Linked DNA regions of Mus musculus: region 2 is linked to region 1. Evidence: chromatin contacts called from public HiChIP or PLAC-seq data. All regions are on one chromosome and are shown on one strand. Each heading gives the region's core, a stretch centred on a gene start, on an enhancer-like site or on the middle of the called end of the contact. The rest is flanking DNA. Distances are from core to core; before and after follow the strand shown.

Region 1 (2,700 bases), core at 163-2,662:
TTGGGGACGAGAGCCAACACCAGGCTTCCTTTAAGAATAGTGTGCTCGGCTGGGCGTGGTGGTGCACGCCTTTAATCCCAGCACTCAGGAGGCAGAGGCAGGCAAATTTCTGAGTTCAAGGCCAGCCTGGTCTACAGAGTGAGTTCTAGGACAGCCAGGGCTACACAGAGAAACCCTGTCTCAAAAAACAAACAAATAAACAAACAAATAGTGTGCTCTCAGAGCCCACCAGGATGTCCTGGAGATGAGGCTTCCTGAATAGAGTCTCCCATAGAGACAAAGAGTAGACTTATCCCTAAGTGCCTGTTCCTATGGAAACAAGAGACTGGGTGTCAGGAGAAGGAGCATGTGCACGTGTGCGCACGCGCGTGTGCACACACACACACACAGAGACAGAGAGAAAGGCAAGAGAGAGAAAGAGAGACAGGGGAGAGAGACAGTATCTCACAGCACACAAGCCTAAAGCCTTGGCTCAGCACTGATGACCTTAAACACGTCTCTTGACCTTTGGAAGCTTCAGTTTCTCACCCATGTGATAGGGTGGGGGCAGTACCTGCCCTACAGATTTATGTTGAATGCTGGAAGTTGTGTGTTTTGAGGTTCTGGAAGCTGAAGCAAGGTGAGACTAAACCCACACCTACCACAAGTCTGAAACTATAAAGCCACCAGCTTCCTGGTGCCAGGGGCCACACCCTCTTGAGGTCCACAGCAGGCACTCCCTCAGTGCTGAGAGAACAAGCCAGGGTGTGCTGCCCTGACCAAAGTGGGTCTTGGGGGATCAGGAGACATCCCTGAGGGGAGAAGAAACTCTCCCCAGATGTGAAGCAGGTAGGTGTTCATGGGGTGATGAGCCCTCCCTGCTAGAACAGCCTCCAGTTTAGGCTGGTCCCCTGTGGCCAACTTTAGGCTGCAGATGAGGCTGGTACTAAGGGATGTTTGTTGATTGAATGAACTGTAGTTTGACTATTGGAAAACATGTATATGTATACATGATGTGTGTGTGTGTGTGTCTGTGTGTGTGTGTGTGTGTGTGTGTGTGTATTTGATCCAAAAGAGAAGAGAGCACTATCTACCTGGCCAAGGCCACACAGCTATAGAATGATCTTGAAGCCAAAACAGAAAGAAAAGAGGAAGTCACCATAGCTTGAGGTACCCTGCACAGAACCTCCACCTACCCACACCACTACTTGTGGGCAGCTGATATTTCTCAGAAGACCGTGTGAAATGATGGTGCCCATTTCTTCTTGCAACAGAATCACTCTCCTAGCAATTTACAAGAAGCCTCAACAGGACACTGACCCAGGCAAGGCTTTTCTGGGTGCAAAGCCATGCTGACTGTGGGTCGTGGGCAAACCTATAGAAGTAGGTGTGAGACCACTTCCTTTGTAGGCAGGAAATGACTCTGAGAGGCAGGCAGCATTTGAGACAGGAAGTCAGTTCCACCCACTAACTTTGGAGCATTGGCCTTCCCCTCAATTGGCCCAGCCCTGCGGGGCAGACTCCCTGTCCAGTGCTCCTGGAAGGATCGGTCAGAGTCCCTGACCAGTGCTCTCCTGACAGGAGCGTCTAAGGCCACCAACAAAGACACAGAGGCACTTTCCCTGTCCCCAGGTAACTCCTGCACACCCCAGCTCCCAGCCCCTGGGATGTAACCACATAGACATCTCCCCTTCACCGGGTGGATTTATTCTTGGGGGTGTGTGGGCGATGAGTGTTTGTGTGGGGGAACGTTTGTCTAAATTTAAATTTAAGACGTGTTCAACAGCGGCTTATTAATGCTGGGACTGGAAATGGATGGCTTTTTTTTTTCCCCTTTTCAAATAAACTGATAAGTAGGAGCCTCCCCCAGTTCTCCCTTCTGACCCAGCCTTACCTCTCTCTGAGCCCTTGGGCTATAGGGCCACGGGGTGGCCATGGGCTATCAAGATTGGAGAGAGACAAGGCACCTCTGTCCTGCCTTCCTGCTGTGGCTATCTTAGCTACGTCCTGCAGTCCAGGCAAGGTGTCCAGCTGCCCCTCCCCCCACCGTAATGTGCATAGTCCCTGCTATGTCAACCAGCCCTCTCAACAACTAAGGAGTTGGGAGGGGATTGGTACTCTCACCCCGTGTTACGCCTAAGAACTTGCAGCCCCAATGCCTTAAATGACCCCATGTTCCTTGTTCTGTCTTATGTGAGCACCAAGATCCAAACTCAAGTCTGACTGGTAACAAGTCTGGGGAGGCTGGGGAGATAGATTAGCTGATAAGGGCACTCTATGCCAAACCTGGGCAGGTCTCACTCTGATCTCCAGAGAGCACATGACGAAAGGAGAGAACCAACTTGCTCGAGGTGTCCTGTGACCTCCATGTGTGTGCTGTGACACAGAATATCAAATCATTTTCAAGAACCCTCATATACTTCCTTGAGTTTTTCAAAGCACAACTTAGGGAGAGGAAAAGAAAAAACAAAACAAAACAAAACAAAACAAAAAAAGAACCATGAACTCACTTCTAACCCATTCCCTGGCTGGTGAGGTCTTTTCTGCCCAGCTATGTCTCGGCCCACAGGGATGCTCCTGCCTCCCGTGGCTTCTGTGGTGTTCTGTAATTGCTGAGCAATTTGGAGATGACTGGAAATATATACTTCACGGGTGTGTCTTTCTCCCCAGCCTCCTGGAAGGCACTGAGGCATGACTGTCTCTCTGGGGAGCATTGACCTC
Region 2 (2,805 bases), core at 189-2,688, 130 kb after region 1:
TGTTTCTGTATGTGTGTATGTGTGTGTGTGTGTGTGTGTGTGTGTGTGTGCATGAGTGTGTGCATGTGTATGTGTGTTTCTGTATGTTTGTATGTGTTTGTGTATGTTTGTGTGTGTATATTTGTGTGTGTGTGTGTATATTTGTGTGTGTGTGTGTGTGTGTGTGTGTGTGTGTGTATTCTAACCCAGTCAGTTTCTTAATGGGTAAGTCATGGCTGCCTGATTCCAAAGACGTCATCTTCTAGCAGTCGCCAATCCAACACTCCAATTAAACAATTGTTTCCTAATGTTTCAATATTTATCATGTGTGTGTGTGCATAACTGTGTATGCATGCATATGTGTGTGCATGTGTGCGTGTCTCTGTGTGTGTGTGTATCTGTGTATGTGTCTGTGTGCATGTGTGTGTGGATGTATGTGTCTGTGTGTATATATCTGGGTGTATGTCTGCATCTGTGTGTGTGTGTGTGTGTGTGTGTGTGTGTGTGTGTGTGTGTGTGCGCGCGCACATACAGAAGCATACCATGCATGCCTGTGGAGGGCAGAAAACAACTTGTGACAATCAGTTCTCTCTACTATATGGGACAGGGCACCACTGAGTCATCTCAGCAACCCCAATCAGTAGGTCTTTCTAGTATGGGGATACCCCTGGCATTCCCCCTCCTGGGAGCAGGGCTCCTCCCCAGATAACTACGGAACACTCACACAGTAACCTTCACAAAACCCCAACCTGGGGACCGGGTTCTTGCCAGGTGAGTATGAATGTGCTCCGATCCTGTCCCCAGAAATCCTCTCCCAGGGTCCACTGAAGCTCTGGATTCTCTTAACCTCTGAAAACGTAATGGCACAACCATCAGCCACCTAGAGAACACAGATGACCCATCGCCAATAAATCACAAACTCCCAGAGACACTTCTGCATAAATGATGGCTGCTCACCTCAGTGGGCAGGCTGGCTGCAGGATGTTTAATGTTCCCTGGGAAAAAGTGAAACCCTTTCCTGCTAGGGGTGGGAACAGGGAACTGAGAGGCAGAAAGCTGCCAGGAATTTGGACAGAATCAGACCCACACTCCTTCAGGGTGGGGTTGTGGGGAGAACAACAAGACCCCAGTGCTAAAATAAATAGATATTGACTCAAATACCTCAATTATAATCCCAACATTTTTAAACAGTTACATTTTCGTCCCCTTTCTTCACTTGTAAAGTAGAAGTTCAGAGGTTTTCTACGTGGAGCCTCCTCCCATGTGCCATTAGAGACCACCAGTCATCTCCATCTATCTCCACAAGAGATAGAGGCTTGCAGAGGAAACACTAAGGCCAGCAAGGCAGGACTCCAATGCTGCTCTCTCTCCCACACGCTGAACCCCTGTGTCCTGTTGGCTATGTAACCACCACGCGTAGGAACTGGAGAGGAAGTCCTAGGCATGTACCCCACCCAGGCCTTCTGTGGGCTGAACTGCAAAATGGTGTGTGACTCATGTCGTCTTCCTGTGTGTGCGCCCAGGTTCTGCTTCTGTTCTGTGAGATTCCCGGAAACAGTTAAGCAAGCCCAGATGGACATTCCCTCTAGGGTGCCTGGTGGGTGCTGGGTCCACGCACATCCAATGGTCTGCCAAGGACCAGTTGGGGGTTCCAGCTGGACCTGTCTCCAAGGAACAAGCTCTAAGCCTCTGCCTGGAAGCCAGTGGTGAAATCCAACTGGGCAGGCCTGTCTTGAGATATGCCAGACAGACACAGCAGTCCCCCGGGAGCCTCTCAGAGCAAGTTTTCCCTCACCCCACCTCAGGACACCATGTGCCTGCATCCCAGCGAGACACAAACATCGACGCTTGAGCCCTCATTACTTTAGGCTCTCCAGACACTCCAGTTCCTTCATGCCTCCCCATTCCCACAGGTGTAGCCATGGCCACCACAGCTGAGAGGGAGGCGCCTCTGTGATCTTTGACAGAATGTTTGAGGAAGCTCCTGAAGAAAGGGAGAGTTGGCTTTCAGCTCATGGTCTCTGAAGATTTCAGCCAGTCACGGTGGCATGGCTGTGGGAGGGATTCAGCCTGAAGTGGCCTGAACACCAGGCGGTTGGTCCATCTGATAAAGAGAAAGAAGGACTTGGATGGAGACTAGAGAAGGAGGAATCGCCTTCAGTGACTCCCCAGTGACCAACCTCCATCAGCCAGGCCATAGCTCCTGGGAGTTCCACGGCCTCCCAAACAGTGTCACCAACTGGAGACACAGCAGCCAGACATATGAACCTGTAGACACTTCACATTCTAACCATCACAAAAGCTTACCTAAGTGGGGACTTTGCTGTGTGTTTTTGTTTGGTTTTGTGTTTTCATGTAACCCAAGATGGCCTTTGAACTTGAACTCAGTATAAAGCAGAGGGTAGCCTTGAACTCCAAATGCTACCATCACACCTGGTTATGCAAATCCAGAGCCTTACCCATGCTGGGCAAGCACTCTACCCACTGAGGTACACTTCCAATCTAATTGGTTAAGTTAGATACTAAGGAATCAAAATCATTCCCCAACCAGATCTCTCTCAAAGTCCCAATGTAACAATAAAGAAGAGAAACAGTGTGACAATCCCAGTCTGAGATGTCTCTCTGTTCTTATCTCCCAAAGCAGCCACAGAACCTCAGAGAATCCACATTATAAACCACTGTCCCAGACACCTGGAGAAACAGGCCCAGAAAAGAACTCACCTGGTCCTAGAGTCTGGAGAGAGGGAGGGAGGGAGGGAGGGAGGGAGGGAGGGAGGGAGAGAGAGAGAGAGAGAGAGAGAGAGAGAGAGAGAGAGAGGAAGAGAG

Evidence for each region. HiChIP or PLAC-seq counts read pairs in DNA pulled down with a chosen protein or histone mark.
Region 2: a contact with region 1 is called in a CTCF HiChIP or PLAC-seq map of CD8 T cells, with 9 read pairs. The contact joins two enhancer-like sites. A contact is called at or near these places in 1 of 15 datasets of contacts at CTCF or cohesin (CD8 T cells), 3 of 484 Hi-C or Micro-C datasets (cerebellar granule neurons, cerebellum and memory CD8 T cells), 2 of 115 datasets of contacts at active chromatin or transcription factors (CD8 T cells and effector CD8 T cells) and 2 of 9 other capture datasets (adipose tissue and liver).

Annotation. Positions count from the first base shown.
Region 1 is chr5:113,538,364-113,541,063 of GRCm38.p6, forward strand. All of the region lies in intron 1 of Wscd2 (WSC domain containing 2), which reads left to right. The region is part of intron 2 of Gm52822 (a long non-coding RNA gene); the gene reads right to left. Among named protein-coding and RNA genes, the nearest start is that of Gm52822, 4.4 kb to the right of the region's middle. Within about 2 kb of position 1,413, at least 36 of the 459 cell types and tissues checked have an H3K27ac peak or open chromatin away from gene starts, as enhancers often do. A contact at or near this core is called in CD8 T cells, effector CD8 T cells and memory CD8 T cells, where this site is marked.
Region 2 is chr5:113,671,158-113,673,962 of GRCm38.p6, forward strand. No RefSeq gene overlaps it. Among named protein-coding and RNA genes, the nearest start is that of Gm52823, 22 kb to the left of the region's middle. Within about 2 kb of position 1,439, at least 75 of the 459 cell types and tissues checked have an H3K27ac peak or open chromatin away from gene starts, as enhancers often do. A contact at or near this core is called in CD8 T cells, effector CD8 T cells and memory CD8 T cells, where this site is marked.